Regions from separate parts of the Sus scrofa genome. Here regions 1, 3 and 4 are each linked to region 2. The links are chromatin contacts, called in public Hi-C, HiChIP or PLAC-seq and promoter capture Hi-C maps. All regions are on one chromosome and are shown on one strand. Each heading gives the region's core, a stretch centred on a gene start, on an enhancer-like site or on the middle of the called end of the contact. The rest is flanking DNA. Distances are from core to core; before and after follow the strand shown.

What was found. Promoter capture Hi-C pulls out the DNA fragments that hold promoters and counts their contacts. A called contact is a pair of places that touch in the nucleus more often than the background predicts. HiChIP or PLAC-seq counts read pairs in DNA pulled down with a chosen protein or histone mark.
Region 1: a promoter capture Hi-C map of liver shows a contact between it and region 2, with 5 times the contacts expected there. The contact joins the promoter of RBX1 here to the promoter of ATF4 in region 2. A contact is called at or near these places in 1 of 5 promoter capture datasets (liver) and 1 of 47 Hi-C or Micro-C datasets (heart right ventricle).
Region 3: an H3K27ac HiChIP or PLAC-seq map of skeletal muscle shows a contact between it and region 2, with 5 times the contacts expected there. The contact joins the promoter of XPNPEP3 here to the promoter of ATF4 in region 2. A contact is called at or near these places in 2 of 2 datasets of contacts at active chromatin or transcription factors (alveolar macrophages and skeletal muscle).
Region 4: a Hi-C map of liver shows a contact between it and region 2, with 5 times the contacts expected there. The contact joins the promoter of EP300 here to the promoter of ATF4 in region 2. A contact is called at or near these places in 1 of 5 promoter capture datasets (liver) and 3 of 47 Hi-C or Micro-C datasets (heart right ventricle, liver and skeletal muscle).

Annotation. Positions count from the first base shown.
Region 1 is chr5:7,512,450-7,520,053 of Sscrofa11.1, reverse strand. It overlaps RBX1 (E3 ubiquitin-protein ligase RBX1), which reads left to right and starts at 4,666. Exons shown (of 5, transcript XM_021091464.1): 1 at 4,666-4,825; 2 at 6,747-6,825. The coding sequence starts at 4,748.
Region 2 is chr5:8,743,438-8,751,401 of Sscrofa11.1, reverse strand. It overlaps ATF4 (activating transcription factor 4), which reads left to right and starts at 6,366. Exons shown (of 4, transcript NM_001123078.1): 1 at 6,366-6,548; 2 at 7,121-7,438; 3 at 7,535-7,964. The coding sequence starts at 7,213. MIEF1 (mitochondrial dynamics protein MID51) reads left to right here. Exons shown (of 6, transcript XM_001929366.6): 6 at 1-3,231. The coding sequence ends at 393.
Region 3 is chr5:7,577,432-7,585,375 of Sscrofa11.1, reverse strand. XPNPEP3 (probable Xaa-Pro aminopeptidase 3) reads left to right here and starts at 2,395. Exons shown (of 8, transcript XM_021091468.1): 1 at 2,395-2,577. The coding sequence starts at 2,514. ST13 (hsc70-interacting protein) reads right to left here and starts at 2,302. Exons shown (of 12, transcript XM_003481531.4): 1 at 1,771-2,302. The coding sequence starts at 1,880.
Region 4 is chr5:7,391,142-7,398,787 of Sscrofa11.1, reverse strand. EP300 (histone acetyltransferase p300) reads left to right here and starts at 4,273. Exons shown (of 32, transcript XM_001929213.5): 1 at 4,273-5,646. The coding sequence starts at 5,553. It overlaps LOC110260836, which reads left to right. Exons shown (of 4, transcript XM_021093101.1): 4 at 1,159-1,949.

The sequences.
Region 1 (7,604 bases), core at 3,417-5,916, 1.2 Mb after region 2:
TTTTTTGTCTTTTGTCTTTTGTCTTTTTGTTGTTGTTGTTGTTGTTGTTATTTCTTGGGCCGCTCCCTCGGCATATGGAGATTCCCAGGCTAGGGGTTGAATCGGAGCTGTAGCCACCGGCCTACACCAGAGCCACAGCAACGCGGGATCCGAGCCGCGTCTGCAACCTACACCACAGCTCACGGCAACGCCGGATCGTTAACCCACTGAGCAAGGGCAGGGACCGAACCCGCAACCTCATGGTTCCTAGTCGGATTCGTTAACCACTGCGCCACGACGGGAACTCCATCAATCCTTTAGAATTTTTAAAGATTTGTTTTATGCCCAGTATATAGTCTGTCTTGGTATATGCTCCATGGAACTGTTTTGTGGTTTTGTTTTTTCTGTTTTTTTTTTTTTTTTTTTGGCTTTGCCTGAGGCATGCAGAAGTTCTGGGGCTAGGTATTGAACTCTCACCACAGCAGTACCTCAGCCACAGCAGTGACAATACAGAATATTTAACCTGCTGAGCCACCAGGGAACTCCCTACCCTATGGCCCTTGAAAAAGAATACGTTATGCTGCTGTTATTGGGCAAATTTGATTCGATCCCATTGGTTATTGGTGGTGTTGAGTTCTTCTATATTCTTGCTGATTGTCTAGTTCTATCCATTGTTGAAAGGGAGGTGCTGAAGTCACCACTCTAATGGTGGATTTGTCTGTTTCTACTTTCAGGTCTATCGGGTTTTGCCTTACATGTTTTGCAGCACAGTTTTAATGTGTATACATTTTGGACTGCTGTGTCTTCTTGGTGGGCTGACTTTTTTTGTTTGAGCATTTATAAAGTCCTCTCCTTTCTCTGGTAATATTCTTTGCTCTAAAGTCTACTTTATCCAATATTAATATAGTAATTCCAGCTTTCCTTTGAGTAATGTTTGCAAGATATATCTTTTTCCGTCTTTTAACTTGCACCTTTCCTATATCTTTTTTTTTTTTTTTTTTTTTTTTTTTTTTTGTCTTTTTGCTATTTCTTGGGCTGCTCCTGCGGCATATGGAGATTCCCAGGCTAGGGGTCTAATCAGAGCTGTAGCCGCCGGCCTACACCACAGCTCACAGCAACACCAGATCGTTAACCCACTGAGCAAGGGCAGGGACCGAACCCGCAACCTCATGGTTCCTAGTCGGATTCGTTAACCACTGCACCATGACAGGAACTCCCCTATATCATAATTTTTGAAGTGAGACAGCATATATTGGGTCAGGCTTTTTTAATCTCCTCTGCCAATCTCTGTCTCTTAATTGGTATATTTAGACCATTTACATTTAATGTAATTATTGATATAAGAATTAAGTCTATTGCTTCATTTTTTGTTTTGTTCTCTTTGTTTTTCACATCTTGCTTTTTGTTTTCTTGCTTTCCTGTGAGTTACATAAACCTGTTTTAGAATTCCATCTTGATTGGTCTATATTTTTGAGTGTATCTCTTTTATATTTTTAAAATGGTTGTTCTAGTTATTACATTATATATACATAATAACTCATGACAGTATACTAGTGTCTTTTTTTTTTTTTTGTAAGGCCCAAACCCACAGCATATGGAAGTTCCCAAACTAGGGGTCAATCGGAGTTGCAGCTGCTGGCCTATGCCACAGCCACAGCAACACTGGATCCTTAACCCACTGAGTGAAGCCAGGGATTTAACAGATTTCCTCATGGATACTAGTCAGGTCATTACTGCTGAGCAAAAACTGGAACTCTGGTGTCATAATTTTACCAGGGAAGAATAGATAACTTACTTTCCTCTATGTTCCTTTACCCTCCACAGTTTATAATTTTCTTAAATATTTCCTCCATATATATTTAAAACCACATAAGACAGTGCTATAAGATTTACTTCAACTGTTAAACATGATTTTGAAAACTCAAGTGGAGAAGGGAAGCCTGTCAAATTTACCTGTTGTTTTTTTTTTTTTACTGTTTTCTTTCTTCTTCCTGTTGTTCCAAGCTTCCTTGTTTTATTGTTTCCTTCCTGTTTTATTTAATTTAATTAATTTATTTATTTATTTTAGGGCTGCACCCTCGGCATATGGAAGGTCCCAGGCTAGGGATCCAATCAGAGCTACAGTTGCCAGCCTACGCTACCGCCACAGCAAAGCAGGATCCGAGCTGCATCCTGCGACCTACACCACAGCTCATGGCAATGCCGGATCCCCAACCCACTGAGCGAGGCCAGGGATCAAAACTATATCCTCATGGACACTAGTCAGATTTGTTTCTGCTGCACCATAACGGGAACTCCATCCTTCCTGTTTTAGAGAACTTCCTTTAGCCATATTTTGTATGGTTCTGCTAGTAACAAAGACTCTCTTCATTTTCCTTCACCTGAGACTTTTTTTTTCCTTTTTGGTTGTGCCCTTGGCAAACAGAAGTTCCCAAGCCAAGGATCAAACCTGCACCACAGCAGTTACCCAAGCTGCATCAGTGGCAATGCCAGTTCCTTAACCTGCTGCAACACAAGGGAACGCCCATCTGAAACTTGTGGGGTTTTTTTGGTAACAATTTTTATTTGTTCCATTTCAGTTGCTTTGAAACTTTTTTGATTGTCCCTTCATTGCTGAAGAATATTTTATTTTATTGCATTTGTCTTTAAAGGGCCTCATCCATAGCATATGGAAGTTCCCAGGCTAAGGGTCAAATTGGAGCTGTAGCTACTGGCCTACACCACAGCTCATGGCAACGTGGGATACTTAACCCACTGAGTAAAGCCAGCGATTCATGGATACTAGTCAGGTTCATTACTGCTGAGCCACAACGGGAACTCCTGAAGAATATTTTAATTGGGTATAGGAGCTGGGTTGACAGTTTATTTTGTTTTTTCCATCCTGAAAAAATATTTTGCCACTTCTTTCTGGGCCTCCATTATTTGTGATGAGAAATCACTCATTCAAATCAATTTTCCTCAGTAGTGTTATTTTCTCTGGCTGCTTTCAAGGTTTTTTTTTGTCTTTAGTTTTTAGAAGTTTAATGGTGATGTGTCTCGGCATATCAATTTTTACTCAGTTTCTTAAATCTATAGGTTTATGTTTCTTGCCAAATTTGAGAAGTATTTCAGCACTTACTTTACCAATTACCTTTTCAGCCTGGCCCATGCCTGGCCCTCTTTGTCCTTCCATTCTGGGACTCTTTGTGTGTGTGTGTGTGTGTGTGTGTGTGTGTGTGTGTGTGTGTGTGTGTGTGTGTGTTTGCCATTTCTTGGGCCGCTCTCGAAGCATATGGAGGCGCCCAGGCTAGGGGTCGAATCGGAGCTGTAGCCACCGGCCTACACCACAGCCACAGCAACGCGGGATCTGAGCTGCGTCTGCAACCTACACCACAGCTCATGGCAACACCGCAACACCGGATCCTTAACCCACTGAGCGAGGCCAGGGATTGAACCTGTGTCCTAATGGATGCTGGTCAGATTTGCTTCCACTGAACCACAATGGGAATTCCTTTACTGAGATTTTTTGAAGCATTTATTTGTTGACTTGTGTGTTACTTCCCTACCAGAAGTTTCACTCCTTCATCAGTCTCTCCCATCTATAATAGTACCTGGGGTATATATACATTATGAGACCTATATACATACATAGGACCCCAGGTCCTATTTCATATATATTTATATATATATAATACATAGTTAATGAATACATATTATATATATAGTTACATTCAGTGAAAGTGTTGAATGAAGGATAAATATGCCCTCGATACCTTAATTTACTATGGGTTTCTAGTATTCCTGCGGGAACACAATAAATTAGATGACAGAACTCTTGATATGGAATCATTCATTTAACAAAACTTGGTCTTAGAAAAACTTGGTAGTGTTCCTACTAAAACTTTAAGGTCTCTCACAAGTCTTCTCTCTCTACTCCGGTTAAAGCTGCGGCGTTTTCACAGATTTGTTTTCCTGTTTAAAATTAAGACAAGGAAACAAACCCTACTTCTGGTTTAACAGTGGAGTCAAGACCATCCATTACTCTTCAGCTTTCTTTTAAGAGAAGATACGAGATTTCAAATAAGCCAATACAAGATTTAAGAGTGATCTAGCAGTCATACCTCTGCAAGATTAGAGATGAAAAAAAAGTGGAGAGGTGGTCTACAAATGGGAAGGTGATAGAAAGCACAGGTGCTTTGGCTGGAAAGGTGCTATGGCCCAAGGAGGCTAGGACCTCAGGCCGGGCTCAGAAGTGGGTCAGGATCTGAGAAAGACCACTAAGAGTGAGGTCTTGGGTTTCCGCAGCAGGAGGCGGGACGCCCACCCTCGCCCTTTCCCCGGAAGAACGCGACGAGGACCCGCGGGCACTGGAGCTGCGCGGCGGCGGGGAAGGATAGGCTGTGCGCGGGCTGCAGGTCGCGGCCGAGGCGGAGGAAACAGCCGCCGCCCCTGCGGAGGGAGTGAGGCCGGGGGCTTCCCGAGGAAGGGCGATGAGAGCGAGTCCTTTCGAACATTTCCACCCGGCTCTCTCGCGTCGGCCCGGCCCCGCCCGGCCCCGCCCCAGCAGCTCCGGCAACCGCCTCCTCCCAGCCGACGCGGGGTAGAGTGGGGGGCGGGGGGAACCAGCACCAGCGCCTTTAAGAGGCGTGGCCACACGCTCCGCCCCCACTTGCCCCTCGCGCGCCAGTGAGGGGTGGGGTGCGGGAGGAGGTGTCCGGACGGGAGGGGGAGTGAGACGTGCGCTGGCGCGCAGGCGCAGTAACGAGACGACAGATCGTGTGTTTCCAAAATGGCGGCAGCGATGGATGTGGATACCCCGAGCGGCACCAACAGCGGCGCGGGCAAGAAGCGCTTTGAAGTGAAAAAGGTTGGGTCTCGCCAGCGCCTTCCTCAGGGAAACTAGAGAGGCGCGGATCTGGCTGGCAGGCCCAGGATGACCAAGGCGCGGAGGAAAGGGCTTCATTTCAGGGCGTTCCGGGGACCGGGTACCACCAAAGGAAGCCGGGAGGCGGGTCTTAGGGTTGATCGGCGTGACTGCGGCCCACTGTCAGTGCCAGTGTTGGTTTCGCTCGGAGGCTGAGGGGCCAATCACGGAGGTGCTTATTGAGATGCGCGGGGTTGCGACTTGGATGCAGGAGCCAAGCGCCTGAGCTGTCACTGGAGTGGTGGAGGGGTGGGGAAGGCGAGGGTGGGGCGGGTGGAAGGGGGAGTCGAGGGCTGCGGTGGGTGGAGGATGGGACAGTACGGCCCAAGCCGGGAACCTGAGGTCCTACCGCATTGGAGGCTTCTGAGGACCGGGCTAGTGATCTCCGTGCCCCGCCCCTATCCAAAGCTTGGGGTCCCTCTGAGGAACCTCGACCTGGTCCTCGCCTAATCGAGGCCTCCATTAGCCCTCTCTGGCCCTCGCCCCTGCCGAGTTAGTTTCTCGAGTGTAACTCTTGGCTCTTCTGAAAGGTCTGTTGATTTGTTACACAGCCGCCCCAGTCCTGCGGTCATATCCAGAATCCCCATCCGAAAAAAAAAAAAAAAGGCATGGTGGAATTTGTTAAAAAGAAAACGGAGCCCAAGTATTGTTTCAAGTAGGGAGGGTTGAATACAAGTTGCGAACAACCTGGTAAAGTGGGAAAGAAGAAATGTGGAACGTGTCTTTTTGCATGAAATGCCTTACAGTGATTTGCCAGCAGTTTGGGAGAAAAGTGCCCATCCCACATTAGATAAAACAAATCTGTCCAAAATGAAGATTCCAAATAGGGAAGATTTTATCCCTGGAACATCTAGCTAAACCCTGACGGTATTCCCCCGTCTAATGCGTTTTGGCGTTTCATTGTGGGCACTGCATGCTCAGTTACAGCCAGCAGCCATATTGAAGAATAGAAGTAAGATTTTTTTTTTCTTCTTTCCTCCAAGTTGAAGCTGTCGGTGAAAAGTGTTGAAGAAGTTGCTAGACATTGAAAATTAGGTTTGAAGGAGATGAAGGTTTGGGACGTGTCACCAAATTAGGGGGTGAAAGGGAGTTTGGGAATATTTATTGCAGAAGCCAGAGGTTGAATTATTGAAATACCACTTTTAGATAAACTCTTAAGGAAATTATCCTAGCTAAATATAACAGTCTGAGCATATAAAAGTTGAGAACATCAGCTTATTTGATGATAGGAACTATACGAAATTCCAGTGAATTTTAGAGTTTGTTGTGAAATAATCTTATAAGATTTAAGCGATGACCTTGTTCTATGGACTCACACTGGGTAGTTATCCAGCTTATCCTACGATTACCCGTTTTATGATCCAATCAACATCTTAGTTCATTCTCTTCCTAGCCTTCACCTGTCCATTCCTGCGTAAAAGCTGCCTTGAAGAGCAGGTATTTATGCAGAAATTGAGCTCTTTTGCAACTGCCAGGAGAACCTGCACAGTAATTCAAGTTTGTGATTATTAGACCTAAAACCGACACTTATAAATTATTCCTGATTTATTTATATTGATATGGCTGACTAAATTAAACTGTAGGAAAAAATAAAAGATGATATTCATTTGTGTTTATATAGTTGACAGTTTAGAGAATGGGTAAGCATACGTGTAGCCTACTGATGCTCTCTGATATAATTTTAAAAAAAAGAGTCATGTAACATCCAGAAACTCTTGTTTGGTGGTCTTTGTGGCCAAAAAGGTGATAACTACAGGATGAAATCCTGGAGTGTGTGTGTGTATGTGTATGTGTGTGTGTGTGCACGCGTGTGCGCTTGTGTTAAAAGAGTAGCATGCATTGTTCCCCCTTTTTCTCTTTGCAGTGGAATGCAGTAGCCCTCTGGGCCTGGGATATTGTGGTTGATAACTGTGCCATCTGCAGGAACCACATTATGGATCTTTGTAAGTAATTGGAGGAGGATGGGAGGAAGTTTGAGAAGGTTACAGAGATTGCAGCTATCCTGATGTGACCAATTTTCTTCTTCACGAGGAAAGATAAAGTATATTCTTAGCACTTGGGGACTTCTGCATTTGGTGTGTTGGTATGTTTGAAATAAAGTAATTTTTTTAGGGTGTCCTGAAGGCATATCCATCTCTCAGAATAAGGCTATTCAATCTAAAGATAAGGCCACATTTAGAATGAATTGCGGGCACAGAGGTACTGTTGATTATTTCTTCTCCATTTCCCATCTTGCACCCAGACTTAAAGGCAAAAATAGTGAAAGAAAGAAAATTAACTTTGAGCTAAAATATCCTAGCAGAGCAAATGTTTGCTGGGGAAGATTTATGAAGAGGTCTAAGGAGTATGCATTTTCAGTGTTAGCCCCAAATGTAGTTAACATCACTGCCAACATCTAAATAGGTAGTTAATTGCTCTAAGAAAATTTCATTTAAATTTCCATATAGTCCATTACACATAGTGGTCAGCACACAGTAGGTTTAATTATAGCTGTTAATGGACTTAGTATTTCTGTAGTACTAGGGGCAAGAATTATTGATCACACCAGGAGCAGTTGAGGTTACTTTTTATTCAGTTACTAAAATGGTTTGTTACTGAGATCAGAAAGAGGACAAAGAAGAGTTCCCGTCGTGGCTTAGTGGTCAACAAACCCGACTAGTATCCATGAGGACGGGGGTTTGATCTCTGCCCTTGATCAATGGGTTAAAGATTTGGCACTGCC
Region 2 (7,964 bases), core at 5,117-7,616:
GACAACCTGTGGCGGCTGAGCCTGCGTCCTGCCGAGACGGCGCGCCTGCGGGCTCTGGACCAGGCCGACTCGGGCTGTCGCTCTCTGTGCCTCAAGATCCTCAAGGCCATATGCAAGTCCACTCCGGCTCTGGGCCACCTCACTGCCAGCCAGCTCACCAGCGTCATCCTCCACCTGGCCCAGGAGGAGGCTGACTGGTCTCCAGACATGCTGGCCGACCGATTCCTGCAGGCCTTGAGGGGACTCATCAGCTACCTAGAGGCCGGAGTTCTGCCCAGTGCCCTAAACCCCAAGGTGAACTTATTTGCAGAGCTCACCCCTGAAGAAGTAGACGAATTGGGATACACTCTCTATTGCTCATTGTCTGAGCCAGAGGTGCTGCTGCAGACCTAGGGCAGGTGGAGGCCAAAGTGGGTGTCAGGGGGTCAGGCCCTGGGTTCTCCGTTAGAAACACTCAGCTACATCGTTGGTGCCTCACAGGGTCCCTCGGTGCCTCCTGTCTTACTGGTCATCGCCCTGGTCATTTCATGCTGGTTAGAATGTCATCTCTTCTCTTTTCTCACAACCCTTTCTATTTTTGTTACCAAACCTGTGCTCCCTCCTCCTCCCCTCCCCCTCCTCCTCCAGGTTCATTTTCTTGAATGAATTGAGAAGGTGGAGCCTGGCCTGAGCTGCCGAGACCACTTGGTGTTGGCCTTTTGGCCCAGGTCTGCCCCTCTCCGGTGTCCTCTCTGTCTTTTCCTCCTGTTTGTACCTTCTGTTTTGCTCTTTTCCTGAGCACATCCGCCTAATCAAGATGTTGCCTTTTAGTTGACTGTCCCTGAAGTTGTGATTGCCTGTTTCAAACTGAACTCTGCAGAGAGTGTTCAGACAGTATTTAGGGTTTCTAGGGGTAAAGCTGGTGGAAAAGCTGGCCTTTGACCCAGGTTCCTGGAAAAGAAGCCCATTCCCCCCACCTCTTGACCAACTTATGTCCGTTAGTGCTGAGACGTTCTCCTGGGAACACTGTTGTTGGCGCCCACGGGCGTGAGGGCTCAGGACGAGCTGAGGTAAAGTTCTCGAGATCGTGTCTCTCCGAGGCCATCCGCAAGAGCGCCGAGCGGGAGAAGGGCCTGGAGAGGGTCTGTGTGCCTCATGTCTGCGCCTCATCTGGCTGGTGCCGCCCAGCACCGGGTGGGTGACAAAGACCGGGAGGGAAGGGGCTGTTGCTTGCCCCCTTCTTGCCTTATTGCCAATAGGGACGAGGCCTTCAAGGACGCAGTCAGTGCTAGAGGTTGACAGGCCGCTGAACACTGGGGCTCAGTGACCTTGTTTCTCCCCTGTCAGGCCCTGCCTTTCTAGGATGTCGCCTTAGAGCAAGAACAGGCCCAACAGCAGCCCTTCGCTCCCCAGTGAGAGGGGTGTTTGCTGAACTCCGCAGGCACCGCCAGAGGCCAGAGGGCAGGCAGGCACGCGCGGTCCTCCTCCCCGGCCTGCCGCTCGCCCAGCACCTGGGGAGATCCGCGCCCTCTAGGAAGAGGGCACAAGGCTGTGACAGGGAGGTGGGTCCTTCCTGCATTCCTTCTTGTTTCCCGCTGCTAAAATTGCACTATTTATTGCAATGTAAAAAGTATCCTGGGGGTGGGGAGGAGTGTTTAATACACATTGTCAGTACATCTTGTTTTGTGTTCTCTTTTTTTGTTTGTCTGTGGCAAGAGGCTGATGATAATTCTGTTTCCGATCTGCCCATCCAGTATTTTGTTCTCCTGTCAAGTCTTATTTTTCTTCTTACTACCTCTCCATCAGTGAGATTCTGGTGAAGCTCTCTGCTGCTGTCACATTCCTTCACAATGGCAGTGACATGAAATGATTCTTTAAATAGCACTGAAACCTCAGCTACCCTTTGGATTGAGGGTAGAGATTCTGGTCCCCTTTTTTGTCCTGGATTAGGAGGTCGGGAGCTAGGGTTAACCTTGGCTGTATCTGGAGCATCTTCCTGCCTCTTCTCTCACATATACCTAAAGCTTCCCTAAAATGGTTCAGACATTTCATGTGTATGAAGACATTGAGAGAGAATGAAAACTATAAAGGCCAGAACCCTGAGTGAGAGTCTCCCTCCTGGCTGTACAGTCTATGCTGGGACCTGGCCTGGGTGATGAATGCAGAGGGTGTGGGGTAGAGATGGCTCCAATGCACCCATCCGATGTCATGAGGAGGGAGGGAGAGGGGAGGGCTGAAAGTGTTGGAAAAGCATGGGTTATGTTGCATTGAGAAAGGATTTGGTTTTCCCAATGTGAGTATTATAAAACCTCTAATTTTCCCAAGCTGGTGTCTCTGACCAAATTCTATTACAACATTGGAAGGAGAGTTTAAAAAGAGAGGTTTTTTTTTTTTTTTTTTTTTTGGTCTTTTTTCTTTTTCTAGGGCTGCTTCCTGTGGCATATGGAGGTTCCCAGGCTAGGGGTCTAATCAGAGCTGTAGACCCAGGCCTGTGCCAGAGCCACGGCAACTCGGGATCCCAGCTGCGTCTGGGATCTACACCACAGTTCACGGCAATGCCGGATCCTTAACCCACTGATCAAGGCCCAGGGATCAAACCCTCAACCTCACGGTCCCTAGTCAGATTTGTTAACCACTGCGCCACTACGGGAACTCCCCTTAAAGACTAAATCCCAAATTATCAAAGGCAGGTGTAATTGTGATTTGAGCTTATCTCCTCTCTTAAAGAGCTTCTTTCTGATGGCAGCTCTGTCTCCTGCCTATGTTTCACAAAACCAAAACTCATAACTTTGCCATTTCATAAGCAGGAACCTCCTAGGAGTCCTCAGAACGAGAAGCAGTGGGGTCAGCTCTGGTCCTGAGGGGTTTGCCGTCTGAGATGGACCAGTCTCATCATAGTACACGGAGGACAGTCAAGTGCTTCAAGATTCACTTTTTTTAATCTTTGGGGGAAGATGTGGGGCCTTTCCCCACCTTTCTGCCTTCCCACTCAGTAACTCCCACCTTTGCCTGAAGTAATAGCATCTGCTCCTACTTCTCCCTCTGGAAATTTTTTGCACCATCTAGGTTAGAAAACCACATAGCCTAATGCTTAAAAAATACTCATATCAAAAACCTAATCAATTTCAAAGTGTATTTTGGTTTTCTCTGTTGCCCATTCCTGAAACATGAGTTCAGGACAACAGTATTTTTCTTTATACACTTGGTTGTGACTTTTTTTTTTTTCTTCAAATAAAGGAATAATTGAAGTTCATGGTGGGAAAAGTTGTGTTGTGAAGCCTGCAGTCTCCAGGGCTCAGCCCCTCATGGGCCTCCTGTTCACACTCCACAGATGAGCTGGTTTTGCTCCCTTGCGCTCTATTCAGGTTGAGAGCTCAGATGGTTTTGACGAATCAGCTTCAGGATCAGAAGGCCCCGCAGAGGCCCCAGGAGGGTTGTGGAAGTAGGGAATCCCCTGTATCCCGATTGCTGCCAGTTGTGGCACATCTGAGACTGTGGCCCTGGCTGAGAACTTCTGTCCTCACAGGATGTGTTAGAACTCTGCCCCTTGTGCTGAAGCTCAAGGCCAAAGAGAATGGTAAGAAACACTTCAGACTAGAGCTGTGAGAAGTAGCCCTCTGAAATTTTTTTTGTCTTTGGGTGGAGGGCAGGCCCATAGCCTGCAGAAGTTCCCAGGCCAGGCCCAGGATCAAACCTGCACAGCAGCAGTGAGCTGAGCCACAGCTGTGACAACGCCAGATCCTTAACCTGCTGAGCCTCCAGATGCTGCTGATTCTAGGTGGCCAAATAACAAGAGATGTGGGGTCTGGAGTTAACTGCATGCAGCTTGTTTACCTTTTCCTTCTGATCGCCTCATAATCTGTATTTTCTTGGCCCCTGCAACCAAGTCCACAACCTGCCTCCCAGTCACTAATCTGCCCTTCAGTGAGCAGTTGATGTGTTTAGCTGATAGATTTGGAATCAGTCATCAGTCTTCCTTGTTTTGTCCATATAGAAGCAGCTTAGCCCCAAGACCCAGAAAACTACTATCCTTTTTCTCCTTGAGGGAGGAAATAAAGCTGGGGGACACGTTGCCCTTCCACAACCTGGAAAGAAAAGAAACGTCTCCTTTCCAACAGCTTTGACTCGTGTGTGTGGTGGGAAATAGTTTCCTACGTGAGTGGTACTGGTGCATCAGAGTGCTTGCTTGGGGTCTCCATAATAGAACGGATGGGGTTATTCCACTCCTACGGTGTCCAATTGGGGCAGTGTTACTTTACTTCTTAAGCATCTGCATGGACATCCATCAAGAGGCACTGACAAGTCTCCCATACAGCAGAGAGGAGGACATGCCCCGTGGCTCCTTAATGACACCTTTGGAAGACTTGGGTAGTGGCTCGGGGGTAGTGGCTCGGGATTCTTACTGTCTTTGCACCAAAAGACCAGATGCCTTGTACATGTTTCCAGAGAATTGAGATTCCCCAAGGGGAAAGAAAAACCATACCTAGTATCCAGTATGCTTTCCTAGACCAGCTGTTTATAGTTGTTGATTTCATCTCAGTAAATAACAGTCCTCTGAGGGAGCAGGATATGATGGGGATGGGAGGTGGGTTAGAAGACCTGCGTTCTAGTCACAGGAGTAATGGCAACCATTTATCCAGCACTTACCAGGTACCAGGCGCACGGCTCAGTGCTGTGAATATATTATCTTAACTTCATTCTAAGGATGAGGATACCCATCATTAGCCTCGTTTTACAGATCAGGAAACGAAGACTCAGTGGGGGTAAGTCACTTAACCAGAATGTCTCCACTAATAAATGGGAAAGCCAAGATTTTTTGGAATTGGCCCTTAAATCTGTCATAACTCCTACCCCATACTGCCCACACCAGGCAAGACATGTCATGCCTTTAGTCATCAGCTTACCACTGTAAAGAAATGGTTGGGCTAGACTGACTCAAATCAATGAATGGTTAGTTGTTATGTAGGAAGTGCCTGACCAATTTTTGACCTCACTGTCCTCATAGAAATAATATTTGTAGGGCCCACTGAAATGAAGGGGAGTGGAAACTCAAGGTTTCCCTACAGGGCCTGATTGGAGGACTGGAAGATGGTGAAAGAGCTTTCTCCTAGCTCTTGACAGTTCCCCAGTAGAGAGGGCAAGTTACTGGCCCTAACCTGGACTGTGGCCTCCAAACACACAAATTCCCCTAAGTGGGCAGGTCTGATCAAGCACCCAGGCAGTAGGACTTGCTGGGAAGTGGTTATGCCGCGGAGTTACAGAGTTGGTAAATAATTGAAACTACCCTAGAGTGAGAAAGAGCAGCTAAATAAAATACCTCATTTTTAGGGGAAGTGAAACTACATAAACTGAAAGAAGTTCCCCTGTCATAGGTTTCATTCTTTAACATAAAAGGAAACTTGTATTTTAGCAGAATGGATATGTAAAAATACAATTGTTTAGACCACAGGATTATGGATTTCCTCCACTCGACTCGCCTCTACAGAGTTGAGTCAGGACGCAGAGCAGGCCTTTGATGGTAGGTGGATCTCAGCTGAGGTCATCAGTCTCCCCTTCCAGTTACTGAAGGGTTCACACGTCCTCAGTATTCTGCAAGTGTGTGCAAGTGAAAACAGACGAAATAACATTTACTCTTGACTAGTTTCACATTCGGGCCTAAACCCGGTCCCTAGTTCGGAGCTTCTCCAAGGGCGGCAGGAAAGGACCACGAGGATTCGGACCTAACGCCACTATTTGGATCTGGGCCAGGGCTGCCCGGGGCAATCAAGGCCAGCTGGGTGGGCGGGGCTGAGGGAGCCTTTGCAGAGCGGCGCTACGGCGAGCAGGACGCCGGGGCCCGGCGGCGGGAACCTCACCCACCTTCCCGCGCAGATCAGGGGCTCCCTCGCTGAACAACCCGCCCGCCTCGGAGCCTGAGCCAATAGAAACTCGATGTATATATGACTCACCATGCCTAACCAATCATTTCGACGCGCGCTCTCCGCCAGTAGCTCGCGCGATAACCAGGAGACCTCGTACTTCACAATAAAAGCCCTTCTTGGGGTGAAAGACTCGTCTCCGCCTCTCGGGCTAGCACCGGAAGTAGCTGTGCAAGATCCTTCCGCGCATCCCGGCAGCGGACGGTGGTGATCCTTAGATCTCAAAAGCCTTGTAAAGTAGTGCGCCCTTTTTTGAGGCTGTAAATAAAAGTAACTCATTTGGTCCTCACAGTTTCGCCCTCGACATAAAAGTCAGAGACTGGAAATGGTAGGGGCGTCGGTTAAATGAAAGCGCGTGGGTGGGAGGCGCTGGTCACGTGACCTAGGCGGAAGAATATTCTCTGTGATGCGTCCCACAGAGGCAGAGTCTATAAAGGACCCGCGCTCGGCGAACCGCCGCCATTTCTTTTCCTCTCCGCTGTAGATGTAGTCCTTTTCTGCGAGTGGGCGCTTTTCTTCCTCCGCTCCCGCAGGGTCCGCGGCCGCCATGGCGTATTAGAGGCAGCAGTGCCTGCGGCAGCATTGGCCTTTGCAGCGGCGGCAGCAGCACCAGGCTCTGCAGCGGCACCCCCCAGCGGCTTAAGCCATGGCGTAAGTACCGGGGCCCGACGCTCTGGGCCGTGTCCCCCCGGGTCGGTGAAGGGTTCTTGTCTGATGCTGGGGCGCGGTCCGGCGGCGTCGCGGAGGGGGAAGCGGTTTTACGAGCGCCCGGGACGCGTGGCCGCTGATGGGGTGACGCCGAAGCGCCAGCGCCCCTGGGTCGAGAGGCCGCTGCGCTGTTCGGGCGTGGGGCGAAGTCCTCGGTACCTCCGGCCCCGGCCGGGGGGCCGGGGCTCCCCCTGGGGCTCCACGAAACGTGGCAGCAGCCAAGATGGCGGCGGGGCAGGGCGGCGGCCGCGGCGTGAGTCACGGGCGGGCGTGGGCGGGGCCGGACTCGGCCGGGAGGACCGGGCGCCTTCCTCTGGTGGCGGGTCGGGGAACGGCCGGGCGTCCATCTTGCGCCGCCAGGCGGACGCGGGGAAGGTTGGCAGCCGGGGCCAGCGGCCCCCAAGTCTCAACAACCACACGGGGTCGGGATTTGGCCGTCCTGCCCCGGGGGTGGAGAGGCGAAAGGCTCAGACCAGCTGTTCTCTAATGGGGCTTGGTTTCTGGTTCCTGTTAAGGCTTCTCACGGCATTCAGCAGCAGCGTTGCTGTAACCGACAAAGACACCTTCGAATTAAGCACATTCCTCGATTCCATCAAAACTCCGCAACATGGCCGAGATGAGCTTCCTGAGCAGCGAGGTGTTGGTGGGGGACTTGATGTCCCCCTTCGACCCGTCGGGTTTGGGGGCTGAAGAGAGCTTAGGGCTCTTAGACGAATATCTGGAGGTGGCCAAGCACTTCAAACCTCATGGGTTCTCCGGCGACAAAGCTAAGGCGGGCTCCTCCGAATGGCTGGCTGTGGATGGGTTGGTCAGTGCCTCAGACAACAGCAAGGGTGAGTGGGCTTTTCCCTGCCGGTGGGGTCTGGTGATAAAGCCTTGCTGCCGCGTGCATCTGACTCTGGGTTCCGTCCCTCTTAAATCTCTTGCAGAGGATGCTTTCTCCGGGACAGACTGGATGGTGGAGAAAATGGATCTGAAGGAGTTCGACTTCGATGCCCTGTTGGGTATAGATGACCTGGAAACCATGCCAGATGAGCTTTTGGCCACGTTGGATGACACATGTGATCTCTTTGACCCCCCACTCCAGGAGCCCCCGCAGATAGTGAACCCAATTGGCCATCTCCCAGAAAGTTTACCAACAACTGACCAGGTTGCCCCCTTTACGTTCTTGCAAACTCTTCCCCTTTCCCCAGGGGCCCTGTCTTCCACTCCAGATAATTCCTTTAGTTTAGAGATACAGGGTGAAGTGGAAATCTCGGAAGGAGATAGGAAGCCAGACTCCACTACTTACATTACCTTGATTCCTCAATGCATAAAGGAAGAGGATGCCCCCTCAGATAATGACAGTGGCATCTGTAT
Region 3 (7,944 bases), core at 1,146-3,645, 1.2 Mb after region 2:
CTCAAACTAACAATTTAGGCTACCAAAAGAAAAAAAATGAGTGGAACCAAAAAGAAGAACCAGAATCACCTATGGGAAACGTTAAAGTAAGAAATACGGCAATTGTTTTGAAGCAAGGCTTGACAATATTTTCCAGACTTTACATTGGAATTCTCTACATAGCCACTCCAGCACAAATTACAACACTATTCTTAGCTATGTTTTAACATTTTTGTCAGTACCCTCTCTACTTCTACGTAAGTGGAACAAGACATTGTACCCACTCAGTACAATGTTCAGCCCTGGTGCCAGCTATTTCTTCCTGTAGTATAAGTCCGTTTTACCTGGAATTTTAGAAACAATTTATTAACTGTAAGCTACTTCCTCTAATGAGTAAATAATAAAAGAACAAAAGCATACAAATGTCTTAAGCGAAGCTTCTGGATCATCAAGTTTTACAAAAGAGAGAACAACTAAAAATCTAAACCTCAATTCCTAGTCCTGAAAATCTAACAGCACCTTACAGGTTTTTTTTCTGTTAAAAAGCAGAAATTGGCAAAAAGGTATTCTAACTTAGCAATTAAATCACTACAGTAACTAATCCTTAAGTAGTCTCAGAATTTTACATAAATAACATGAGGAAATATCTTATTTAGAGTAGCTAAAAAACCAGTAGGGAAGGGAGGAGAACTGAGAAACTTCTTAGAGAAAAAACATTATTATCCCACCAAAAGCTGATTGATCTGAACTTAAGTTTCTTCCTTAGAACAAGCTTACTGGAAGACCCATTCTTTCAAATATTTGCTAAACATGGGTTCAATGTCCCGCGCAAAAAAATTAGTAAAATAAACAGATCATTTAGGGTAGTACCTTTTAGGGCTCACATTGTTTTGCAATGTCGCTATTTATCACTGCGCGGTGCAACTAGTATGTCACCTCTCAAAATTCCTCACGTAGTAGTGAATTTTAAAAATCACTTCGGGAAAGATTTCCCTTTCTCCCTTAAATTCCTCCACAAAACGCAGAATACTAATCTCTATTACACGCTACATATCAAAACGAATTTTTGTATTTATTCATCTGTATCCCTAAATAGATTGTACTTATACTGTTTCCTCGCTAGCATTTGGCACAACGCCTGTTCAGTTAATTCCATGCACGTAGCGACGTACTCTGGAGTTAAAGATAACAAGAACAGATCGTGTTAACACGCGGGTCCTCGAAAAATCATTTTTCTTAAAGTGCCTGAAGTGATGGTACTGCCACTAATCAGATATAAAAAGCGATTCCCAAAATGATTCTACGCCCTTAAAGTCGTTGTAAATGTAATCAAAGCTAGGTATCATTTTTACAACACTTTTAAAGACACAGTGCGTAAGGGAGTTGTTTTGTGTCACTGCGACCTAAGCAGGACACCAGATTTCAAGAAAAACAACTCCACGCGAAAGCCGAGTCTCGCAGCTCGCGCCCCTCCCCCTCACGTCTTCCGTGTCCAAGTCCCCGCAATCGCCTGCATCTCGCCCAAGACACACCCCCGGCGGCCTCCGGGGGCAAGGAACGCAGCTGGGCCTCTGCCTTCCCTGCCTCTCAACTACCTAAGCTCCCCGATCCCCCACTGGACCCTCGAGGGCGCCTAGCTTTCCCGGCCACGGAGCGAGCCACAAAGCGAAGGCGACGCCACTGGCCTCGCCACCGAGCTCCAGGCTCCGCCGCCCCGCGCCAGCTCCCGCCTAGCTCCCCCTCCGGCCGTCCCTCTTCCCACCCCCAACGGTCCTCAGGCCCGGGTCTCACCTCTCCACCCACTCCCTCAGGAAGCGCATTTCCTCGGTGTGCAGAACGCTCGGGTCCTGCTTACACATTTTCACGAAGGCTCGAAGTTCGCTCACTTTGCGGGGGTCCATGGTCCGGGCGCGGCGGGAGGCGGCGGGCTCGGCGGTGGCTGTGGCCCGATTCCAGGCCCGGGCGCTGGCTCAGCGTGGCGTAAAGGGGGCGGCTGCCGCGAGGCAGAACAGACTAGAACCTCCCCGGCCGCTGGCTCCGCCCACCCAACGGTCTCGTGACCCCGGGTCCTTCGCCCGTTCATTCCTGCTCCCTTTACCTCTGCCCTGCGCACTAGCTAGAACATTCTAGAAGTGTGGCTGTTCGTGCGGTGCCTGCCTTTGCACGCACGCATTCTTACAGCCTTAACTCAGAACCACAGCTCTGCATGGTTAAGTCCCCAGCCGTGCTTTCAAGGAGGGCAGGACCTCTCGGCCCCTGCAGGGAGCCATTTAGAACAGGACATTCTGTGAGTGTGGCCACTAAATGTAACACGACGTCATGACGCCCAAAGGGCTCTCCGGCCGGAGCAGTGGTCACAGCTCCGCACGTGACGTCAACATTGGGCGCCGCCGCGGGAGGAAAGCCCGGCGAGCGGCGCCGGCCGGAAGGGGAGGGGCGCTTGGCCGAGGTTTCCTGGCGACGCAGCCCTGCGGGGCGCCGCTTCTACGGCTGTTTTTTTTTCCTTTTCTCCCAGGTCCGTGTGCGTGGCAGTCATGCCTTGGTTGCTCTCAGCAACTAAGCTTGTTCCCGCCGTAGCAAGCGCCCGCAGCCTCTCAGGTTAGACTCACCTCCCACAGTGTCCCCTCCAAGGCTTGCTCGCTGAGAAGCCTGAGGCGCACCAGAGGGAACCACGTCGATCTCGGGAGATTCCTGGTTCGGCGGACCCTTCTCCTGCTGGGGCCTCCACTCCCAGACCCTCTGTGCGCTCCTGGGATTTCTTCTCTACCTGCTGCTTCTGGAAAAGGGTGGGCCTTGTGTTCGCTCTACCGTTGAGGTATTCGGGGAGGTTGAAATGATTGCAGAGAGAAAAGCGTGCCCTGTCTTCCCGCAGGGGCTGTCTTCACAGTAACTTGGACTCATGGAAGTTGTAGCAGGTATCACACTTGCTCAGGTGTCAAAGTGTCTCACATCGAGTGACTCTCGTTTCTATTAAGTGAACGTAAGATTGTATTTTCGTGTTTTCAAAGATTTAACAGCTCCAGAATGGACAAGAAACGAATGTTTGCTAATACAAATTCTTTTGAGTAGTTCCCTGTCAGAGATACTCGTGAGGCTTTTTATGTCTGGAAGCCTTGCTTGTTAAGGCCAGATGGAGTAGTCCGGGAATATGGGGGCCATTTTTTTAGGGTGTACTCTGTCACGAACAATTAAAGTTCTTTGCCTTTACTTGTGACTTTTGCATTTGTTGAGGCTTTGTGTAAAACGTGATTAATCAAGGTTTAGGGCAAGGTACTGTATTTGGTACACACCAAAGTATTCATAATGCTTCGTTTTGCTTCAGCAGTATAAATAACTTTAACCACCTCTTAATGTTAATATAATATACATAGATAGGCTTTTTGAATGAGTGAATGATGAATGATCCTCTTGGATCGTTGCAATTCCAATAAGTTAGAGCAAATACCATTTTACCGATGGGGAACTGAAACTAACACAGTAACAAGTAAGAAGTCAGGAATGTTAGTTGTATGATTGCCATCTAGACCTTTTGCTGTTATACCTCTACTTGGTCTTACTCTGGCTTAGTAGAGCCCTTTTGGAACTTTTTTTTGGGGGGGGGTGTCTTTTTGGAGCCACACCCATGGCATATGGAAGTTCCTAAGCTAGGGGTCTAATCAGAGCTGCAGCTGCCGGCCTATGCCACAGCCACAGCAACTCGGGATCTGATCTGCGTCTGCGACCTACACCACAGCTCACAGCAATGCTGGGTCCCTAATCCACTGAGCAAGGCCAGGGATTGACCCTTCATCCCCATGGATGCTAGTCAGATTCGTTTCTGCTGAGCTACTCCATCTTTTGGAACTTTTTAGTAAGCCAGAAAGAATGTATCTTCAGTTAACAACTTTTTAGTCGTCATTGTGGATGAATCTCCACTTCACTAGAGTTGCTCTCAGTCCAGGTAGATGTTAGAAAAGCAACGGATAAATAAGAATATAGCAAAGGATGATAATAGTGTCTTGACTCAAGTGACATGGGGGCTCAAGCAAGGCAGTAATGGGTTGTAAATATGTTATTCTAGGATTTTATTAAGTTTTAGAAAATTCCGCTGGCTTTTGGTGGTCATAAATAGAACTTTGAATGTCTGTGGTGCTCTTGCTTGTCCTTGTTAGAAAGGCCCTTCTGTGTATTGAGCACCGTAGGGAACTTTCTCTTCTGGGAAATTCAGTGCATTCTCAAAGTGAAAATGTTTTGACTAGCTAATTTGAGTGTGATTTCATTTGTTGTAATCTATAGATATTAACACCATCTAGTCATTTGAGAAAGGGCAAAATGTGGAATGATGCATCAGTTATATATATATATACTTTTTTTTTTTTGTCTTTTTGCTATTTCTTTGGGCTGCTCCCGCGGCATATGGAGGTTCCCAGGCTAGGGGTCGAATCAGAGCTGTAGCTGCTGACCTACACCAGAGCCACAGCAATGTGGGATCCGAGCCGCGTCTGCAACCTACACCACAGCTCACGGCAACGCTGGATCGTTAACCCACTGAGCAAGGGCAGGGACCGAACCCGCAACCTCATGGTTCCTAGTTAGATTCGTTAACCACTGCGCCACGACGGGAACTCCAGTAATTTATATTTAAAAAGACTAGGTCATTTAAGATAAATGTAAGTGTGAGTAAGGAAGGGGAATATTGAAAATATTAAAGATTAAGTAGAAAATGAGTTTAAAAGCCTGTTTGCAGTTTGTTCATGTAACAAACATTGAGAGAGTTCGTGGTGGTGCAGCAGTAGCAACCGGACTCGTGTTTAATCCCTGGCCTTGCTCAGTAGGTTAAGGATTCTGCATTGCTGTGAACTGCTGGTGTAGGTCGCAGACACGGCTCAGATCTGGTGTGGCTGCAGTTGTGGTGTAGGCCAGCAGCTACAGCTCCAGTTCGACCCCTGGACCAGAAACTTCCATGTGCCACAGGTGCAGCCCTAAAAAGCCAAAAAAAAAAAAAAAAAAAAAGAAAACCAAAAAAACCCAGCCTTTAATTGAGCATCACACATGAGCACTGAGCACAAAAAGTTTCTATCATCATAGGAGATAGACGAAAAAGCAAGTAATTATAATATTCTTATGGGGAGAAGGAAAAGGTGTTATTTTCTGGAGGCAGAGAAATATGGTCGTGACTTTAAAAGATTAGGAGATATTTGATGTGAGACTTGAAAGAAAGCTTTCACCAAGCCAACTGGAATAATGGAGCCATCCTGGCGGACATAACATCTAAAGTCACAGAACTCTGTAATAGAAAGACTGGTACAAAGCTTTTAAATCATTAACAAGCACGAAGAAGCTTTTTTGAAGTATGTCTTTTTTTTCTTTTTAATTTTTTGGGGTTTTTTTGGTCTAAAAAGGGCTGCACCCCTGGCATACGGAGGTTTCTAGGCTAGGGGTCGAATCAGAGCTGTAGCTGCCAGCCTACGCCACAGCCACAGCAATGCCAGATCCAAGCCACGTCTGCGACCTACATCACAGCTCACAGCAACGTCAAATCCATAACCCACTGAGCAAGGCCAGGGATTGAACCTCTATATGCCGCAGGCGCGGCCCTAAAAAGACAAAAAAAATAAAAATAAAAGTGGATCGGAGGGCACGTCATTGTGTTCTTAAATTTTCAGACACTGATTTTTGCTTTTGTTGTTGAAAAATTGCGTTTTTTCTTAGTCTTGTTAGTCCCACGTCTGTGAGAACCAATAAAGCCTGCTAAATAGCACATTTTATATAAGTAGCATCTAAAATACTCTAAGCTGGAGTTCCCGTTGTGGCGCAGTGGTTAACGAATCCGACTAGGAACCATGAGGTTGCGGGTTCGATCCCTGCCCTTGCTCAGTGGGTTAAGGATCTGGTGTTGCTGTGAGCTGTGGTGTAGGTTGCAGACACGGCTCGGATCCCGCATTGCTGTGGCTCTGGCGTAGGCTGGTGGCTACAGCTCCGATTCGACCCCTAGCCTGGTAACCTCCATATGCCGTGAGAGCGGCCCAAGAAAATGGCAAAAAGACCAAAAAAAAATAAAATACTCTAAGCTTTCATGATTTTATATTCTGCAAATAAGCACTAAGTGCTAATTGTCCCCAGTTTCTCCTATAGAATAAACGACCTTTTCTTCCCACCCACCCACCAACTAAAAATCAGACAAAACAATAAAGCTCACACTTTACTATAGCAGTCATTTAAAAATAGTAGCTCTTAGAATTTTTTCTGGTTTCCAAATTTGTTGCATTGCTGTGTACCACTGACCTGTGATTGGGTTTTCATGCTGCTAGTTATTTGCTCCCACATTAAAATTTACAGTAATTACACTTCTAAGATAGAAATATGATCAAAAGATCTTTTGCTAAAAAGGGGAAGAATTCAGAGATAGAAGTATGCAGGATGCAGGAAATTCTTTTTTGTTGCTTAATAAATTCACTTGTCTCAAATGTAATACATCCAAAATTTAACACCTGTGGTCCTATCTCAGATTAATGGCACTTCCATTCTTTCAGCTGCTAAGGCCCGATAACCCTGACTCCTGTCATACCCAGCATCCAGTCTGTCAGCAAATTCCGTCCGGCCCTGCCTTTGGACGATATCCAGGATTTGATCCCTCTACCACCACCCTGGCCAAGCTACTGCAGTCTCTTGCCTGGATTATGGCAGTAGCCTGATTGCCCTGCATCTCCCTCTGCTTACTTAGAGTCTGTTTTTAATGACTGCAGCCAGAGTAGGCCTGTTTTAAATATGTCGCATTGTGCCACTCTTCTGTTCAAAGCCTCCATGGCTTGCTCTCCCACGTATTATAACGTCGTCCCTACTGTGATCTAGCAGACCCTGCATGATCTGATCTCTGTGTTCCTCAAACACACCTCACACAGCCTGACTTGAAGGACATTTCACTTGCTAGTCCTGCTGCTTGGAATTCGATTTGACCAGATAGCCACATGGCTGATTCCTCCATTTCCTTTAGGTCCTTACTCACATATAACCACCACTCTTCACTGTCTACCTTAGCTAAAATTTCAGCTCTCACACTCCAAAACTTTATCCCCTTCCCCTACTTACTTTTTTTCCTCAGCACCTATGACTAACGTCATTTTGCATAGTATCTGTTTGTTGTCTCTCCAATTTAAGCTTTGATGGCTAAGGTTTTTGCTCTTTGTTCATTATGATATCCCAGGTACCTAAGACACTACCGCCCAAACAGTAGGTACTCAGAAAATGCTGTTGAATGAAAGGAAGAAAAAAAATAATAGGCTGAAAAGCAATATATTTTGAAAATGAAATAATTATAGGAAGCTAAGAAGTAATTGTGTTGAAATTAAACTAATTTCATTTAAAAGAAACCAGTGTATGCAAACATTGAATCATACTACTTGATCAATATCTGATGAATTTGTAACTTACCTGTTTTTTTCCATCATAACCCTAAATTATGATGGCTGAAGATGGTATGCGGATGTGTTTGTATATTCTGTGTACAAAGTTGAAAAGAAAACAAAGTTTCCTATCTGGTGTAATTCACTGATGACCCACCATACATGATACTCTGAGAAATCCAGGGTAATTCTGTCTTTAAAAAAAAAAAAAAATTGTAAAATATATGTAACATCAAATTTATCACATTAAATTTTTTTTTTTTTTTTCTTTTTTGGCCTCTCCTGCAGCATGCAGAAGTTCCCATGCCAGGGATCAAATCCATGCCACAGCAGTGACGATGTGGAGTCCTTAACCGCTAGGCCACCAGGGAAGTCCTCAGGTTAATCATTTTCAAATAGTTGTGAAAAAGATCTCCAGAAATTTTTCATCTTGCAAATTGAAAACTGTAGCCATTAACAAGTCTTTCTCCCCCTTGCTCCAGCCTCTAGTAACCACAGCTCCACCTTCTGTTTCTATTAATCTGACTTTAGATATCTTATGTAAGTAGAATCATAAATTATTTGTCTTTCTATGACTGGCTTA
Region 4 (7,646 bases), core at 3,024-5,523, 1.4 Mb after region 2:
TAGGTTTTTTTGCTTTTTTTTTTTTTTTTTTTTTTGCTTTTTAGGGCCATACTTACGGCATATAGAGCCTTGCAGGCTAGGGGTCAAACCGGAGCCGTAGCCACTGGCCTGCACCACAGCCACAGCACTGCCAGATCTGAGCTGCATCTGCAACCTACACCACAGCTCACCCCAACGCCGGATCCTTAACCCACCGAGCAAGTCCAGGGATCGAACCTGCATCCTCATGGATACTAGTCAAATTCAGTTCTGCTGAGCCACAACAGGAACTCCTCTACCTGCTCGTTTTTAATGACTGCTAATACTCCATTATCTAACACTGTTTCGTGCTTTTTTTAAATGGTGGTTTATATATATATAATTTTCATTTTCACCATTTTAAAACTTTGAAGTTAGTGGTGGTAAAATACACATAACATACAAGTTAACCATCATAATTATGCTCACGTGCATAGTGGCATAAAGTACATTCACACTGCTGTGCAGCAGCACCAGCATCCACCCCCAGAGGTGTTTCGTCTTACCAAACTAAAACAAACTCATTCTACTTTGTCTGTGAATTTGACGACTCCAGGTACTTTATATAAGTGAATCATATCCGCAGTTGGCTGTTTTTGTTTTGTTTTTGTTTTTTTCAACCATTCATGTAGAGATGGGCTGTTGGTTTGTTTCCCCTTTTTGGGGTGGGGGAGGGACTGTCACAATGCTGCAGGGACAGTCTTATCTCTGTGTACTTAGAGAATACATCTTAGACATACTGGGTTTCTCTAAGCCTATAAACATTTGTTATGAACCTTAATGTCTGTGCCATGCTCTGTCCCACTAACAGTGGATCAAAGCACCCATCAAAGCATCAAAGCTCCACACCTTTGCCAATACTGGCTATTAAAATTCTTTTTAAGAACAGACCTCATTGAATGTGTGATATGAAAAAAATGTGTTCTTGCAGACATGGACAACATTTCACAAGGATATATAATATATAAATCAGGGATTCCTTGTGATGGCTGTGCAGCCGCTCTTACAACCCCGTCCACATTCTCATTTGCAGGCACAAACCAATTTCGTGAACTTTTTTCCCTTGATGACAAAGGCTTTGGAAAAATTTGTGGAGGGCACACCTATAAAGGCCCTTATTAATTTAATTTTTGTGCCTAGGCGGCTCCTGCACATGGTTCAGCATCTTGCTTTGGAAGACAATTCAGGAAGTAGAATCCACAGGACTTGATGGTTGAGGGCAAGGAAGAAGGCATCGGGAGGACTATGTGGACTTGTAGATGGTGTCCAGATATCCAGCTGGACAAAGAGACAGCAGGATTACGCAGAGGTGGAAGAAACACAAAACAAAAGGTATAGATCCTGGGGAGCGGGGGTTGGAGTGAACCAAGACTACTGCGCCTGCGGGTCATGTGGGTAGCATCTCGTCTACATGCAGCTGATGGATTCACCCTCGGGTAACACCTTTCTCCTCCTATTTTTGTGCCTACTCTCTAGGGGTCTCCTTTTGGCCTTCAGGGTACCTGGGAAGCTAGATTAGTGATCAGTACGTGGCAAGATAAACAGAGAACATCTCAAAGGAGTTAGATGACCCTGTGAGGCATTTTCTTCTGACTGTGGAGAAGCCAGTGTGGTAGCCAAGGAGCAATGGCCAGGCTCTGGGCACTGCTAATCACCTTACATTGCATTTTCATTCTCCATCCCTTTTGAAAAGGATAACTACAAACAACTAAAGCATGTTGAGTACTTTCCATATGCTAGGCACTGTAATAAGCATTGTTCATAAATTATGATGTTTACTTTTCACAACAATAAAGAAAGTCTAATCAAGAAATCCAGGAGTTCCCTGGTGGCCTAGTGGTTAAGGAGTCACTGCTGTGGCACAGGTTCAATCCCCAGCCCAAGAACATCTGCATGCTGTAGGCATAAGCAAAAAAAAAAAAAAAAAAAAAGAAAAAGAAAGAAAAGAAAAGAAAAAAGAAAGAAATCCATTTTACCTATGAGGAACTGGCCCAAGTCACAGAGCTGCTAGGTGACAGAGCCAGAATTTAAACCCAGTGTCCCAGCTCTTACTTCTCATATGCCTCTACTGTCTCATGTGCCTCCCTTCCCTGCCCCCACCACACGGCTACTGGCAGACAATTCTTTCTTCATGAACCCACTCTTCATCTACAAGTAGCATTCCACAATCAATTAAATTTATTTGATTAGATAATGGCATCTAATAAAATATCCCCATAGCTAAAAAAAAATAAAATAAAATAAAAAAGATTTGATTAGGCTAGCTATAAGCCAAGCTGAAGATTCAATTCTCTGGTTTTGAACATACCTGCAGTTTCACCTTGATTGCATTTTGTGCGATAACATTTCTCCAGCCACTTCCAACATGGCTGACTTCAGGGTTGGACTCAGGGTAAAACCCAGAGGAATCAATCCCAGGAAGAAGTGCCATACATCAGAATCCCCTGTGTACAGTAGAGCCTTTCCTTTGGGGCAGGTCCATGGTCCCCTGACTCCTCTTTCTTAGCAGAATTTTCTCACGAGATGTCCCTCAGATCTTCTTTGAGCCTTTCCTATACCTAGTCCCGCAGTATATTTGGCTAGGTGTTTGAACACTGTTTAGTCTCTGCAAAACTAGGCAAATCTTTGCCCAAAAGTCAGAAACTCTTCAAAAAGTCAGATGAGCAACCTCCCCTGAGGAATATACAGGCGAAATTTGCAGGTATTGTCCACATTTCTTTCCTCTGTTCTCTTTACTGAGAGTGTGGGTAAAACAGCTAAAAATAATTGAATCATTCTGACCCATTCCGACCTTAGCCCTACCTGGTGAATCCAAACAACTTTAAGGTAAGTCGAACTGTCCTTTTCAATCTGCCTGCTTTTCTACTGCAGTTGAGGTGAATGAGGCCTGAAATCACACAACAGCATTCATCCTTGGTGGGAACCTGAGTTGCTTCGTTAAGATTTTCACTCCTAGGCTCTTAAAAGTTATTCTCCTATTCATTTAAAATTCAATAAACAAGTAGTTCAATTCTGGGGAGAGGGGGAGGCAATAAACAACAACAAAAAACAAAGTAAACTCGACAATAGGCAAACATCAACTAAGGAGCATGAGACTTGAAATACGCTTTAAAAGTTTTTAACTATCTCCATTGATACTACTGATAGAAGTTTCTTTAGGGAGACCTTGCCACTTCGAGTACCAATTTACCCAAGGCCAAACACGGAGGAATCCTGTAACGTGTAGGAATGCGAAAGAATGCTGGTGAGGCCCTCCTTTGCACAACAGTTGTCACACATACATTTTATTTATATTCAAGCATTTTCCTCCATCATTACTTCTTTTTCTGCTTTTTTCCCTCCTTACATTACCTTAAGCACAGTATGTTTCTGCTTCTTTCCCCATACATTATCTTTAAGGCACTGCCTAAACGTGTTTGTTGTTGTTTCAAGCTGGTTTTTGAGAGTGGGTTAAAAGAAACACCCTAAAATGTCTTCAGGTCCAGGACGTGTTCAGAAAATAATTCAAGGCTCCTTTGGTTAGAGTGCTACCTGGTAGGGGCGTGTGTCCACGTGGTGAGCAAGAAATAATTTGGATCTGGTCTTAAAACATCTTCTCGCTGCTGTGATTTTTGTTTCCTGATTATCAAAATAATGTATGTTCACTGGCAAAAAAAACTGGAAAGTTAGGGGGAAAAGGAAACAACAACTCGTAATCGGCGTGGTTTTTGGATATGAGCTTTTCCATTTGGTTAAGAGATGGAGAAGAACGCACTGTCTCTGGCCCGGAATATCGAGCGGCAGGGTATCCTCTGCCTGCTAAATTCAACGGGGTTCGGAAGACCAGTCAGCTAAGGGCCCGGGGCGCAGGGCCATCCCCACGGCGCTCCTATTCCGCCACCTGTGCGGTGACTTGGCGCCTTCCCGGCGTAACTGCTGGGCTCCGTCACCCCCGGTTCCCACCGGGCTCCTACGCAGAGACCCAGCCCAGGCACCTTCCCTGGTAAGTGTCCACCGACTGAAAATAGATCCCAAGTCTGCCCCTGACCCCCCCCCCCTCAAACCTCCCCTTTAAAGGGAGCCACCGGGTGACGCCGGGGGAGTTTGCGGAAGCGCCAACCGCGTTGGGGCCTTGGGCGGATCCCGTGATTGGAGCCGGCCCCGCCCCCGGATCCTCTTCCCCCATTGTGTGAGCCGCTAGGCCCGAGGCCCCGCCCCCTGCCACCTCCCTCCGGAGGCCCAACCCCTCCCCTTTTTTTCACCCCCCCCTTTGGCTCATTTCCGGCCGCCGCTGCTACCGCTAGCCTGTAAGGAGGATTCGGCAGAGGGAAGAAACAACAGCCGCCATCTTGTTTGTGTGCTAGGCTGGGGGGGAGAGAGGGCGAGAGGGAGCGGGCGAGAGTGGGCAAGCGGGACGCCGGGCTGAGTGCGAACTGCGAGAGCGAGAGTACGGAGGGGAGCCGGGCCGGAGAGAGGCGGCAGGGGCCGAGACAGTGGCAGGGGGCCCGGGGCGCACGGGCTGAGGCGACCCCCAGCCCCTCCCGCCCGCACACACCCCCACCGCGGCCCGGGAGCCGGGCCGGCGTCGACGCCTAGGGGGGACCATTACATAACCCCGCGCCCCGCGGCGCCTTCGCCCGCCGCCGAGGGCGGCCCCGAGCGGAGCCCCGGGGGCGGGCGCTCCCGGCACCTGGTCGCCGGGGGTGGGGGCCGTAGCGGCGGCCGTATTTATTTATTTTCCGCGGGAGGGAAGAGCGAAAGAGGAGAGCGCGGCGCGAGGGGAAGCCGCCTGCGCCGCCCGCCAGAGCGGGGCCTCCTCGGTGGGCTTGGTGTCGGCGCGGGCGGCGCGGCTCGGCCCGGCCCCCTTGGCCCTCTGGGTCGGCGAGCTCCGGGCCCGGCGTCCTCGCCGCGCCTCCGCCGCCCGCCGCGCGATGTGAGGCGGCGGCGCCAGCCTGGCTCTCGGTTCGGGCGAGCTCTCTGCGGCCATTAGGGGCCGGTGCGGCGGCGGCGCGGAGCGCGGCGGCAGGAGGAGGGTTCGGAGGGTGGGGGCTCAGGTCCGGGAGGGGGCACCGGGAGGAGGTGAGTGTCTCTCGTCGCCTCCTCCTCTCCCCCCTTTTCGCCCCCGCCTCCTTGTGGCGATGAGAAGGAGGAGGACAGCGCCGAGGAGGAAGAAGCTGATGGCGGCGGCGGAGCTCCGAGAGACCTCGGCTGGGCAGGGGCCGGCCGTGGCGGGCCGGGGACTGCGCCTCTAGAGTCGCGAGTTCTCGGGAATTCGCCGCAGCGGACGCGCTCGGCGCATTTGTGTGCCTGTGCCCTCCTCCGGGCCTGGGCCCAGGCCCGGCCCCTCGCGCTCGCCCCTACCTTTTCTATCGAGTCCGCATCCCTCTTCAGCCACCGCGATCCGGCGAAGAGAAAAAGGAACTTCCCCCACCCCCTTCGGGGGCCGGCGGAGTCCCCCAAGCCCACCCCAGGGATCCGGGCGGGGACCCCGGGCTGAAGAAGAGATTTCCCGAGGATTCTCGTTTTCCTCGCCTGTATCTCCGAAAGAATTAAAAATGGCCGAGAATGTGGTGGAACCGGGGCCGCCTTCAGCCAAGCGGCCTAAACTCTCATCTCCGGCCCTCTCGGCGTCCGCCAGCGATGGCACAGGTTAGTCTTGGGAGCCCAGGCCTCCCACCTCCTCCTTGATCTTTTCTGCTCGCTGCACCTTTATTCGTCCATGTTTTCTTCCTCTCTTCCTACTTCTTTGCCTCTTGATTAATTTTAAAGGTGTTTGAATGAGCTGGTCGAAGGCGTCCAGTAGCCCAACCATTTTCTTTGCTTCCTAAAACATTCATTGCAACACTATGTCATATCGATGTGTGTTCTGGAATTAGAGCTCCTGAGTGGTGCTGTAGAAATGGCCTTTATTGTTGCTCCCATACAGTTTAATTTTGGAATTGCCAGTGCGTTTACATGTAAGGGTTTTTTATGCAGTTTGACTTTTAATTTCTTTTGTTGTTGTTGGTATATGAGAAATTGTCAATCTTTTCTTCTTAATCTCACTTGTCCTGTTTCCTTTCTACTCTTCAAGAATTTCTCTTTGCATAAGATTTTCTGTTGAGAATGGGTGTGTAAAAAGTCTTGGTTTTAATTATTTGTGTGTATGCGATCCAGGATTTTAAGTTTGACGTGAAGTTAAACGTCAAACCTGAAATTTAGCGTGAATTACTTTGCCTGCCATTGCTAGCTTTTTTTGCTTCCACTCCTTATTTGCTTTAAAAATCAATATGGAGCGCAGTTCATTTTATTTCTCTTATTTCTTTGGTGTAAGATCGAAATGTCTGAAATTCTGGGGTTTTGGGTTGGAAGAGAGTAGAGGCATTTTCTTTGCAGTTTGTAGTTACTTTCTCTTTGGGGAAGATTGAGGGGCATAACTGATTTTATGGAGTTATGTACTTGGCAATCAAGATTAGCAGTGAAAGAGCACCAATCATGAACTGCAAACATGAATTGATCACACAAAAGTTCAAAATGTACATTAAGTACGTTTCCTGTATGTGTATTCTTTTTACACTTTAAACATATATGGAGATTCAGATAACAGTTTAAAAGAGCTCTTCAAATTTTTTACTTGGTTGTGGACTGGCCCTTTGGTCAAGGAAGACTTCCATCTATTCCCTTGCGATTAGTTTGGTGCTATCCTGATGGCCACAGGCCTTCGCTTTTGCTCTCATAGTTGTTGGAGGTGCCAGGATAATGAAGACTAAGAATGGCTGACCATCTGACAGTCTACACGCTGTTCCCCTTACTACGGAGCATCTCTTTAACTCCCTGAGAGCAGGCTCAACGTCATCCCTCCATCTGCTATGGAGGGTGCATAATGGAGTTAAATGTACCCTTCGAGTTTGTAGAGAACTTGTAAAAGCATAGTTCTAAGTAGGCTTCATTTCTTAGAACTATGCTTGGGTGAAAATGTGAGGATATGGCAAATACTCTGGATTCTTTGGTTTTAGGAGAAAGTTGTATCATGAGCCTGAGGTAACCTGCAGTGGGACTTTTGCAGAGTCCGTCCACATTAGGCTTCTAGCATTGGCAATACATGAACTTTGATCTGTCTTCATTCCTTGCAGTGTCTGTAGTCTTGAGAAACTTTTTTTTAACCTGTTTTTTCTCGGAATTCTTACACATATTGAGTATGGTATTACTTTGCACTTAGTAAAATGCACTTAACTAAATGCAGAAGGATATTTAGATCATGTTTAGACGTGTTTTTCACCTGTAGGTTTTTGGTGGGTTTTAGTTTTTGTGTACTGTGGTAGTTGTTGCCTTTTTTTTTTTTTTTTTTTTTGGTAATGTGGTATTGGATTTTACATTTGAGTTAGCTGGTGACTTGGGGTATTGTAGAGAATTCTTGTTAGATACATTATTTGATGACTCCTGATTTGAGCAGCTTTGTCTTGAAGTAGTACAAGTCCTGAGAGGGAAGCTGTGCTCGGTTGGGACTGTTCAGGTGCACTACTGCATTCTCCATATTTGATATGTGTACTTGGTAACTTTAGCTAATTCAGTTTGGTGGTGTCTCACCTGACTAATACACAGAAACTGTTTTGCTACTTGAAATATCTTTGAATAATTATAAGAGTCCTAAATGTATCAAGTGGGTTTTT